2 separate regions of the Hordeum vulgare genome follow, and region 2 is linked to region 1. The links are chromatin contacts, called in public Hi-C maps. All regions are on one chromosome and are shown on one strand. Each heading gives the region's core, a stretch centred on a gene start, on an enhancer-like site or on the middle of the called end of the contact. The rest is flanking DNA. Distances are from core to core; before and after follow the strand shown. Region 1 holds the start of LOC123442418 (probable glutathione S-transferase GSTU6). Region 2 has its middle 20 kb from the start of LOC123442416.

Region 1 (6,171 bases), core at 1,662-4,161:
ATTGTTCACCAATTTCAGAAATTGTTCTTTCTTACAAAAATAATATTCGTTCTTAGAAAGAAAATGATCTTTGTTTGTAAAATGCTCCTGTTTTGAAATTTGTTTATAGACTAAGAAATTGTTTATGTTTTCAAAAATTCTGTGTATTTAAAAATTTGTTCGCGCTTCCGAATTTGTTTATTTTTTAAAATTGTTATAGATTTCATATTTGTCCAAAAAATTCAAAAAAGTGTTTGTTTTAAAAAAAATGTTCGCTCTTTCAAATTTGTTTGGGGTTTTACAAAATTGTTCTCCTTTTTAAAATTTTGTTCTCAAGATTCAAGAAATGGTCGTGTATTTAAAAAATAGTTCGCTCTTCAAAATTAGTTCACGTTTTTTCAATTGTTCTCAGTTACAAAATTCCTTCTCAAAATGCAAAATATGCTCGTGCTTTAAAAATTTGTCCGCACTTTCAAATTTGGTTGTTGTTTTTCAAACATTTTCTCCTTTTCAAAATTTTGTTCCTTAGATTTAAAAACAATTCGTGCTTTAAAAAATTGTTCAAGCGTCCAAATTTGTTCATTTAAAAAAAAATTGTACTCAGTTTCAAAGTTTGTTCTCAAAATTCCAAGAATGTTCGTGGTTTAAAAATATGTCCTCGCTTTCAAATTTGTTCAGGATTTTTCAAAATTGTTCACCTTTTCCCAAATTTTGTTCTCAAGATTCAAAGAATGTTCCTGCTTTGAAAAATTGTTCACGCTTCCAAATTTGTTCACGTTTCCTAAAATTGTTTGCAGTTTCAAAATTTATTCTCAAAATTTAAAAAATGTTCGTGCTTAACAATTTTTTTTGCGCGTTCAAATTTGTTCAGGGTGCTTCAAAATGGTTCTCGTTTTGAAAATTTTGTTCTCAAGATTTAAAAAATATTTGGGCTCTAAAAAATTGATCACACTTTCAAATTTCTTCATGATTTTTCAAAATTGTCATGCAAATTCGAAAAATATAGTTTCTTCAAATAAAAAAAGAAAAAACGAACGAAAAAAAAGAAAATAAGTAGAGAAGAAAAAAGTAACAGAAAAAAAGTAAAACTGGGCCGGCCCAGTCCGGGCCCTCTGTGCGGTGCAGGGCTGCGTGCCGCATTGAGCGGCATGTAGGAGCTCCCCTACAAATTTTGCCATGGATTAATGTCATTGGTCACGTCCATCCAACTATCTAAAGAAAAGGGGAAGGGAAAAAGAAAAAGAAAATGAACCACCCACCGCACGTATAGAGCCACACATCTCTCTCTCTTATAGGATCTGCTGCATTTAACATTTGCCGGGCTTATAGAGAGACGATAGAGGAACGCCTCGCCTTAGGGAACGCGCTAAGTTCAGCCGACCAATGTGCATTAGTTCGCCATATAGTTTTTTTTAAAATTTTGTTTATATTCTGAGACATTCTAAATACATATACTTCGGAAAGTAATTTAGTTATTGTACTTTGAAATGCCAACACGGCGTAAAATGTTGTTACTTCCTCCGTTTCATATTAATTGACGCTCAAACAAATGTATCTAGCATTGTAATATGTCTAGATACATTCATTTGATCGTCAATTAAGAGACAGATGGAGTAGCTTAGTTTTTTAAAATATTGCATTACAAACATTACAACATTTATAAAATCACATGTTTCCAAAGAATGCACATGTCAATTAAAAATATATATACAATGTAAGAAAAAAAACTGCTGTTAGAAAAGGTTTCATACGATCAAAAAAATGTACATTTCTTTTAAAAAATGCTTACAAGTTAAAAAAATATGTTCGTGAATTGGTTTTAAAACATGTTCGCATAGTTCTAAATATGTTTGTATAATTCAAAAATTTGAAGGATGTTTGGCACGTATTCATAAACAATTACTTTGATAAATGTTAATCCTGTAGTTCAGAAACATTAAATGTGTATAAAAATGTACAAGTGTATGCCGATAAACCAGCGGTTCAACAGTCTGCCTTGCAAAGGAGTATGTCCCAGGAGTAGGGTCGTTGATCTCAGATTCCCACCTATTTGGGGTGGGACTCAAGATACTATTTATAATCTTTGAGGTTTGTTCGACATGTTCAGGTTTGGTCTTTTGCGGTTCACCAGAGTTTGAGAGAAATGCTTGAAAGCACAAGATGAAGTTAGAGATGACAATTCATATGTGTTTGAAGTGTTTCAGGTTAGAGATGACAGTCAAGATACTATTCAAAATCTTTGAGGTTTGTTCGACATGTTCAGGTTTGGTCTTTTGTGGTTCGCTAGAGTTTGGGAGAAATGCTCGAAAGCAAAAGATGAATTTAGAGATGACAGTTCGTATGTGTTTGAAGTGTTTGATGTTAGAGATGCTGTTGCTTTCAAAAAAAAAAAAAAAAGAACCAAGCCCTCAACCTTTGTATCAATCGATGCATGCAACTATATTTATTAATTTAAGCATAAAGTCTTAGATCCGCAAAGAGCTCACAAACTGAGTGTAAAAACAAGTGCTGGGAACAGTTGAAAACTCACACATCTGGTGAAATCAAAAGTAAGCTACAATGTCTATACACTTAGCATATTATTAATTTATCATCTAATCGACTGAAGATAGCCTGTCCGGTCATCTTTCATCGGTTGCACCCAATAGCCATATACTCTCTGGAGTCCGCATGATTAAATAACGACCACGTACGAATTTAAATCGTGGTTCTGTAGATAACCTGAAAAAATAATTGTGTAATGACAGTTTTTCTAAAATCAAATTGTTTGGTCAAACGTTGAACGTGCAATGTGATGTGATGCTCTCTAGAGTCTAGGCAGCTGGCTCGATGCATCCGTTATTTAGCGTGGAAGATAACATTGTTTAATCTTTCTTGATTGATCTTCTTCCCAAGATAAAGCCGGGAAGAAGATTCATGCTGAAGCAAGCGAATGCCAACTACAAGCATTAAGGATTTTATATATACCCACCCAACTGAACCACCGCGCCGTACACGACGAGCACCGCGCCGGATTTTAGTCCAAGCCTGGGCTCGATCGATGGCCGGAGACGAGGGCGAGGTGACGGTGCTGGGCCACTGGGGGAGCCCGTTCGTGACGCGGGTGCGGCTGGCGCTGCGGCTCAAGGGCGTGCGGTACGAGTACGTGGAGGAGGACCTGCGCAGCAAGAGCGACCTGCTCCTCCGCTGCAACCCCGTCCACCGCGCCGTGCCCGTCCTCATCCACCGCGGCCGCCCCGTCTGCGAGTCCCAGGCCATCCTCCAGTACGTCGACGAGGCCTTCGGACCTCCCACCCTCCTCCCCGCCGACCCGCACGAGCGCGCCGTGGCGAGGTTCTGGGCGGCATACTTCGACGACGAGCTGGGCGCGCCGTGGGACAGGGCGCTCCGGGCAGGGACGGAGGAGGAGCGGGCGGCGTGGATGAAGAAGGTGGTCGACGCGGCGGACGGGCTGGAGCGTGGGCTGGGGGAGTGCACCGACGGGGGCAGGAAAGGATGCTTCTTCGGCGGTGAAAGCGTCGGGTACGTCGACGTCGTGGTGGGCGGCGCGGTCTCGTACGTGCACGCCGTAGCCAGGGTCTCCGGCGAGAGGCTATTCCAGGATGAAGGCAGGACGCCGCTGCTGGCGGCGTGGCTGCGGCGCTTCGGCGAGCTCGACGCCGCCGTGGAGCTGCTCCAGGACGTCGACCGGGTCGTCGAGTACGTCAGGTTCATACACACCAAGAACGCTGCCAAGGCTACTGCGAATTAACTAGGGCTCGATTTTAGACTCGTTGGATCTGTACCAATCATGCATACCAACCTTTCTTTCACCGTGGAAGATCCAACACAATTCAGATCTCAATAGTCGTGTCAGTCACAAGGTGATATTTACTCCCTCCATCCCAAAATTGTTATTTTAGGTTTGTCTAGAAATGAATGTATCAAAATACTAAAACGTGATTAAATACATTTATATTCAAACAAATCTAAGACAATTTTTTTTAAACGGAGGGAGTATTTTACTAGCAGGCGGAGTCATGAAGCGCGTGTGTGATTGTGTTGTTTTCCTTATAAAGTAAAAAAAAAGATATGAATAAGTGAGCTGACAGTTTACAGTGTGAAAGTCAATTTAACTAAGATAAGTATATAAAGGTATCAAAAAACAGTTCACTCATGGGTATAGTCACTTACCTATATATCTTAAATGTTTCAACCAAAGTTGTTCCTACTATGATATAGAAAAATGTCCATTTTGAACTCTAAATTTATAGAGATTGGCGAAATGAACCTTTAATTCAAAATCCCTATCGATTACACCTTAAACTATGCAATCCCGGTTTAAAAAGAACCCTGGGTTCGTCGGGATTGGGCTGCGCTGCGCGGGCACGCGCGAAAATGACTGAGCCAGCCCAATCAAGCCTATCTCGCTCTCGGACTTCACAATATTTACGGAAATAAAAAAATGAGAAAACAAATTCACCAATTTTGAAGAAATAATCATGGATTTAGAAATGACAAGTACTATTTTGAAATGCCACGTACTATTTTTATAATATTTAAATATATTTCGAAATGTCACGTACTATTTTAATAGTATTTAAATAAATTTTGAAATGCCATGTACTAGTTTTATAATATTTAAATATGTTTTGAAATGCCACGTACTGTTTTTTTAATATTTAAATATATTTTGAAATGCCACGTACTATTTTTATAATATCTAACTATATTTTAAAATGCCACGTACTATCTTTATAATATTTCAATTTATTCTGAAATGCAACATAATATTTTTATTATATTTAAATAAATTTTAAGATGGCATGTACTATTTTAATAATACTTAAATAGATTTTGAAATGCCGCACGGAAAATTACACACGCTCTATTTTTCTTAAGAGAAATGTTTTTGCTGCAGCACTACTACTTGTCTGAATATTCCATAGCTAGTGAAAATATTGTACGTGCTAACCTGAAAAATCACATTTGCTGGTCAATATAGAGCTGCTGACTTTAGCTCCAGCTGTTGCAGCTGCCCAGCGTATGTTTTTCTTTTTCTTTTTCTTTTACTCTTTTTTTTATAAAAAAAATTCATTTTATTTTATATATATATTTTCATTTTTTTAAAGGGCAGCCTTTTTTATTAACTTATTTCGCCTTTATGAACGTTTTGTATTCATTTTTTTGTTTTTAAGTTTTTTAGACCACACGACAGACTTTTTTGGCAGTCTAACTAAAAAAATAAAATGGGCCGACCCAACGCACTACTTGGCCCATTAGCCAGCCGAATCCCGGTTGACATTTTATTTTTGTGTCTCAGGGTCCGATTTAGACCGGAATCATGTAGTTTAGGGAGCAAACGACAAAGATTTAGACTTGATGGTTTGATTCGCCAAACTTCTATGAATTCAGGGTTTAAAATAAGCTTTTTCCTATGATATATAGCCAAGGGTTGTTCAACCAAAAGTTGTACGAGATGAAGTTTCCTTCAAACCGGAGGAAAATTGTTCTAGTATACATTTTAAAGATAATACCCCAACCTTCAACAGATGAAAATTTGTATTAGTGATCGAAGCAAGATACAGAGAAAGGAAAAAACACAAGAAAAGTGAATTAACAAAAATGCCATTCTTTCTTGTAATGCATACAAATTTTAGTTCACAAGACAGTAAAAGATGAATGAAACCTTTGGTATCACAGTGCATTGACGATATTTTAATAGACTGCATTTTGAGTAAGATTTGTTGCATCGCATAACCCTTTGCCGTGATAAATTCCGTGCATAAGTAACAAAATTAGAGGTGCATTATCAATCAAAATCAAGCATAATTCTAAGATTCTAAATAGACTCTCTTTGATTTGCGTATTCTATGTTGTCCTCGAGAAAAAATTGCGATGTATCGCATCATAATTAACCTAACTTTATAAAAGGAAAAAATCCAAAATAAATCTTGAACTTGTAGACAAAACCTAAACCATACCCTGAACTTCGAATCCCTGAAATTATCACACTGAACTCACTGATCCTGGTCTATTTTAAAGCTTGAGAGAACTTAGCCGGTATTTACTGAATTGGGCTGGGCCCATTAGCGCAGTTGCGCACGCGCCTACCCTCTGCTCTGGTTTTCTTTGTTTTTTATTTTCTCTTTTCTTTTCCACACATCTCTACTTTTTATTAGTATCCAATATAATTTTTAACGTACATATTTA
Region 2 (6,291 bases), core at 2,616-5,115, 45 kb after region 1:
CTTTTAAAATTTATTTGGTGCAAAAAAGAATCCTATTTAAATGGCCTATGCATACGTGATTAATGTCTAGCTAATTAACTCTATTGATGGTTTGATTCCAAATTGATTCAAGCTCGATTTCCAAAACATTTTTGCATTAATGGTTGCTATGAATGACGACGACTACTACTGAGTATTGTTGGACACATTTCCTTAACGTATTTTTTGACATTTGAATGCCACACTTGATTTGAGAATGACAAGAAATGTAATATGACCGCATCCACGAACGCATGTACGTGACGGTCCTCGATGTCGTGATTCACACACTGGCATTCTCGCACATAACGCCGACGTCAGGCCTGGTCACAATGTCCTACATGGTGTCGCTCACAGCGTCCCTCGGCAATGGCGTATGGATGCGTACGCTCATAACAAAAAAGATATGTTATTTTTGTCATATTACGAAAGTTGTGGTTGTCAATTAATAGTAAAGATAATGATAATAATTAATAAATGACATAGTGCACGGAAATAGCGATTTGTTATTGAGGTATATCTAATTTTGTTTTGAAAAATTATCGAGAAAAAACTCATGCTTGTCTTTTAGGAAGGTGATCTCATATATATGGTATGATTTTTTGAATTCTTAATAACCTATCATTTACATGATTGAGTTAAAGCAGCACGATCTCGCCCTTTAATGGGACATGAAAACCAGCCCGGAAACACTCATGGTATACAAAAGGAGAGCGCGCTACTGCCCGGCGCTACCAGACCAGATGGTATTCGAGATTCTTGTCCGGCTGCCCGTGAAAGCTCTGGTGCGGTTCAAGTCCGTCAGCAAGGCCTGGCGTGCCATCATCTCCGATCCAAGCTTCGCCCGCTCACATCTCAAGCAATCCGGCAAGAACGACAACCAAGAACGGAAGACTTCCTTCCTCATCACCCCGCTTACCCTGGAGGGCCAGGTGATCAGAAGAGAGGCCTGGCCGACCAACGTTTCCAACCACATCTCCTTCTACTCATGGCAAGATGGCGAGAGCGAGGCGCGCCACGTGCACTCGACAACCTTCCATGGCGAGTTCGGGTCGGTTTACCACACGCTGCACTGTGATGGGCTTGTAGTCCTCTCGACCGACACCAAGGTGTACGTCTTCAACCCGGCCATACATGATGTACTCAAGCTGCCTGATGGCCAAGAGGATGTGTCGCAAATCCCAAGAGTTGGTTTCGGCCTTGACCCTTGCACCAACAAGTACAAGGTCGTTCGCTTCTTTTACCGTTACCTGAATTTTTCCTTGGGAACTTACAGCATGGGAATGGAGATATTTACAATCGGTGACGATGACATCGATTCTTCCTGGAGGAGCATCACGGAGGATCCACCGTTGCCGATTGGGCCAGGGTCCATAACGCACTTCAAGGGCTCTTTGTATTTGTTCATCCGGGATGATCTTGTTGAAAGGCCCTCACAAGGTGTTCTCCGCTTTAACTTAGAAGATGAAGCATTTAGCTTCATAAGCCATCCTGAAATTTTCTCGCCAAAGGAGGAGCTAATATACATTGTTGAGCTAGGCGGAAAATTATGCCTAGCTCAAGGCTTTGAAGGAAAACAAGTAATCTGGATGTTATTACAATCTGGTGAATGGGCTCGACACTATGTTATTATCTTACCAGAGGCATGCAATTTCGAGGTTTTATCGGTCACTCGGGAAGATGTTTTGCTTATTCGCAGTCGTAATCGGCTTTACCACTATGACAATGCACATCCAGATGTAAGGGAAATGGTTTGTCTGGACAGGCTGAGGTATAACAAACCTAGAGTAGATTCCTTCGATTTTGTTGGTCGGAAGGATATCTTCATGTTCGCTATGGTTTCCTACACGGAGAGTCTCATTCCGGTCACAAAGCCGAGAGAAGACGTTATCATGTACCCTGATACACCCGGAGCAAGGATGAGTGACGAAAAACAACCAGATGGGAGGAGCATGTGCCTGACAAGAATGGTAACTGAAGCAAGTTCAGAACCGATGCGGAGAAAGTCCAAAAGAAAGAAGCGTGCAGCCCAACGTTACTTAGGGGACTGCTGGGTCAAGTGAGACACACACACACACCTACCCCCAAAGTGTAGTCAAGCTTCCATGCATATATAACTAGACGGAGCCTCTTTTCTTGTTTCTTCAATTTACTGTTCCTTTTCCTCTCTCGTTTCTTTTTTGTTAACAAGTTTGTAACTGAATACTACCACCAAACTCTAATAATACAGGCGGCTTCATTCATTCTGTTTGGTCACACCGCTTTGAATGCCAGTATTCTCACTAGTGCTATTTGTATTGCAGCATGCTTAAGTTCTAGAGATGTACAGGTAGTTTAGCATGGAGTCAATTACATCACACGTGTATAAACTTGGCGAGAAAAATCAATTTGATGCTAAAACTTGTGACATACATTAAACTGGTGACACAACTTAGCTTAGGCATGCATGTACGATGCTTATCCGTTTGAATACAATAAGGATGCTGACGAGGCACACACATGCAGTGGCGGACCTAGGATTAGCTGACGCCCCAGGCGAGAAACCAAAGGCTAAAAACTACCTAGAAAAAACTCTAGTTTTAAGGCATACAAAAGTCAATCTATGCTGCATAACTAATATTAAATCAAACACAATATTCAATGACATCATTTGTTTCATGATGGGTCAATTAATAAAGCAAGACAAATTAAAAGACAATATGTAGCATAGATAGATGGTATAGATGATGAAATGATTGATACCAAATCAAAGGATTGCTGGTTGATCTGAGCCTCCCATGATCACATCTTCAATAGCAGAAAAAGCTAAACCTTCAATCATCAATTTTGAAATGCAAATCAATGCATAATATAGCAGATAAAACTAGTTAATGATAGATGTAAAATGTGAAAACTTACGTCTATGACGAGGCAAAACGACTTTACGTGTGCGATAACCTTGAAATCGCTCGATTATCTTTGATTCTTCAATACTAACAAATATATCTCACTCAATGTAACATACCATTCTATGATTCATCCAATCGTCACCCATTTTGTTTGCCGAGATACCTAAAATAGACAAAGGAGGATGATTAATATATAAAAATTTAAGAACACACACATACAATACAAGCAAAGGTACTGACCTCAAACACACAGCCATTTGCTCCTTCATTGATGCATCTCTGGACTCATCAACAAGTAATGCAAATTTACTATCTCCAATCTCCTCAATAATGGCATTGGTGGTCTCTTTTGCACAAGCCTTGCATAAATCCTTTTGTATCTTATGTGAAGTCAACTTATGGTTATCTCCTGCATCCCCCAATAATTTTGCCACCTTTGGGTCTTTCTTTATGAACAAGTCCAACAACTCATTATAGTTACCCTTATTCAATGAGTTGTTGTACTCATCATGACCACGAAAAGCAACATCTTGTAGTATTAAACATTTTATAATACTCAATACAATCAAGAGACGAGCTTTGTATTCTTCTTCTTTCTTCTGAGAACCCTATCAAACACATGTGGCAGATTTTGTCTTTGATTTTTGGAATCCTCATAATGTTGCCTAGATTTATTATAAGCACTATCATGCTTCCCAGCATGTTGATTAAAAAGTTTAGGCCCATCCTTCCATGTTTTGAATCCATGTTTCGTGAATGCTTCAATACCATAGTTTTCAGCTCTTGGTTGCTTAAACATAAAACAATAAAAGCAAGAGGCTGATTTCTTTTCAATGTTATATTCCAACCAGCCCGATGATTATCGAACCAATAGTTATGAAAGTCGGCCTGGGCGGTTGGGCCTGTTTGGCCTGGGCTACCTGGGCCTGGAACTGGGCTGCGCCCCAGGCCAATTTGTTCCCACGCCCCAGGCAATGGCATGGGCTGCCGAGGGCCCAAATCCGCCCATGCACACATGTGGCATAGGACAAAGGCGTGTGGCATGTTTATTTTGCAAAAACAGCCTTGAATTTTATCTTTCTGTGAAATGCCTCTGAAATTATTTTCCTTGAAAATAACTTGAGACGTGGCAATTGAACCCCACACATCAGGGCACAATACAGAGAAAATTAGGACGCAAAATATTTCGTAGCACAAGTTCTAGTTCGCTAGCCAACGCACCACAGTATGAGTTGTTGTATAAACAGGGGTTTCCATACTTAATGGCGTATAGCCCATCACGCATATAGGGATTAAACAGGCTGCAATCACCAGCCGCTTATTTGCACATGTTAGTTTTTTCACATCCTTAGAATCCTATAAAAATATGTAAATTGAAAATAATATACCTAAAATTAAATAACTTATTTAAAATTATTTTCATATGATTCTAAAAAATTGTCTTATTTTAAATATTTTTCTTGTAATTATAAAAACATATTCTGATTTAAAATAATGTTCAAGTAATTCTACATAATATTAGTTCAATAAAATAATGTGCATGTAATTCTAAAAGCTAATCTTATGTAAAATAATGGTAATGTTGTCAAAAATATATTTACATATTATTTCTAAATGTTTATATAACTAAAATAAAATTTTCGATTTTTCGATTTTTTTTCAGAATTTAAAAAATATTATTAATGTATTCAAAAGAATATTCATGTATTTTTAGTCTATATTCTTGCATTCACAAAGCATTCATGTGCTCACTTTACAAGAACTATTATTATTTAAAACAATGTTCACGTAATTCTACAAATAAAAAATTATTATTTAAACAAATATTTACATAATGAAAATGATAAATATGAACTATAATAGTATTAATGAATTAAAGAAGTATCATGTCAACCACACGTGGGTACTTGCTCATATGGTCATTTAGTGTATCTATCCCATCTCGAGAATAAGCAAGACATGGATAACTGGCTTGTTAGGATGAGGTCGTGTGTTCGAATCTTGTTTTCGCATATTCGTTCTCTTTTCATACTGTTTTCACCAAAATAGGACATGACAAAATCGAGGGGGGGGGGGTCGTTATGAAAAAATCCAAGGTGTTTTTTGCAAAAATCCAGGCCACACACCTTAGTCCTCACCTTCCGGTCAGTGGCATTGGATCCCACGTCACGTGTGCATGCCTCACCCACATTATTAGCATATACAAATGGGATTAACATCGTATATGCATCTCCATGTCAAGTTTTGTCACCAATTCAATTTATGTCAAAAATTTGGCACCAAACTGATTTTTCTCGTCAAGTTCAAGCACATGTGGTGTCATTGCCACTTTACCATACATGAAGAAACAGACATCCTGCAATAGAATGAGAAAGCTTCCGGTTGGCGGAAGCTATATTTTAATCATGCAAACTGTATTGGAGGTGGTTTAAGAGGAAGCTCGTACAACCGCCTCCTGGGCACACACTGAGTATTAGAAATTTTGAAATATTCCAAATACATGTATTTGAAATATTAATTTGTTCAAAATTAAAAGGTTTTCTTTTCAATTTTAAAAAAATCATGCTCCTGCATCCTTTAAAAAATGTCCATAGTATTCGAAGAAAATGTTTTGTGAACTTCAAAAATGTTCGCACATTTCAAACAATTGTTCAAGGAACTAGAAAAATAATGTTTATACATTATATAAATTTTGTTCAGGTAAATATTAAAAATATTACATACCATTCAAACAAATGTTCGTGACCTTTGACAAAAATGATATTCACGCATTTCAAAAATAGTTTCATGATATTTTAAAAAATGTTAAAAGAATGTGAAATAGTCCGCATAATTTAGAAAATGTTCTGTACCATTTAAATATCCAACATGTAATTAAAAATGTTGAATATTTACTATAAATAGTCAAAACATGTATTTGAAACACAATACTCATCATGTATTTGTTTTAATATCAATGTTTGAGCTTGCTAGCCAGATTGGTCGTCTAGTTACTTATCATGTATATAAAAAATATTTAACATGCCCAAAAAATATATTTTATATGTATAAAAAAAATTGTACACAGTGTATTAAAAAATGGACATGTATTGAAAACTAGAGAAAAAAGCTAAAAAAACAGCAAAAAAACACATAAAAATAGAAAAGTCAGAGAAAACCGAGTAAATAAATAAAGAAAATAAACATGTATTTGAAAAACTGAATAAATGATCTGCAGAAACAAAGAAAAAACTAAAGATATAACATCAGTTGCTCCCTCACTTAAAGACATACAACGAGTATTAAGAAATAGACATATATTGAAAACAAGAGAAAAACTAAAAACGGAAAAAAACACATAAAATAGAAATGTCAGAGAAAAACGAAGAAATCAATAGAAGAAAAT

Evidence for each region. Hi-C and Micro-C count contacts between places; a contact is called where the count stands out from the background.
Region 2: a Hi-C map of leaf shows a contact between it and region 1, with 2.0 times the contacts expected there. The contact joins the enhancer-like site here to the promoter of LOC123442418 in region 1. A contact is called at or near these places in 2 of 6 Hi-C or Micro-C datasets (both in leaf).

Annotation. Positions count from the first base shown.
Region 1 is chr3H:5,792,752-5,798,922 of MorexV3_pseudomolecules_assembly, forward strand. It overlaps LOC123442418 (probable glutathione S-transferase GSTU6), which reads left to right and starts at 2,912. Exons shown (of 1, transcript XM_045118455.1): 1 at 2,912-3,823. The coding sequence starts at 2,912. The coding sequence ends at 3,730.
Region 2 is chr3H:5,836,861-5,843,151 of MorexV3_pseudomolecules_assembly, forward strand. No RefSeq gene overlaps it. Among protein-coding and RNA genes, the nearest start is that of LOC123442416, 20 kb to the left of the region's middle. Within about 2 kb of position 3,866, at least 2 of the 3 cell types and tissues checked have open chromatin away from gene starts, as enhancers often do. A contact at or near this core is called in leaf, where this site is marked.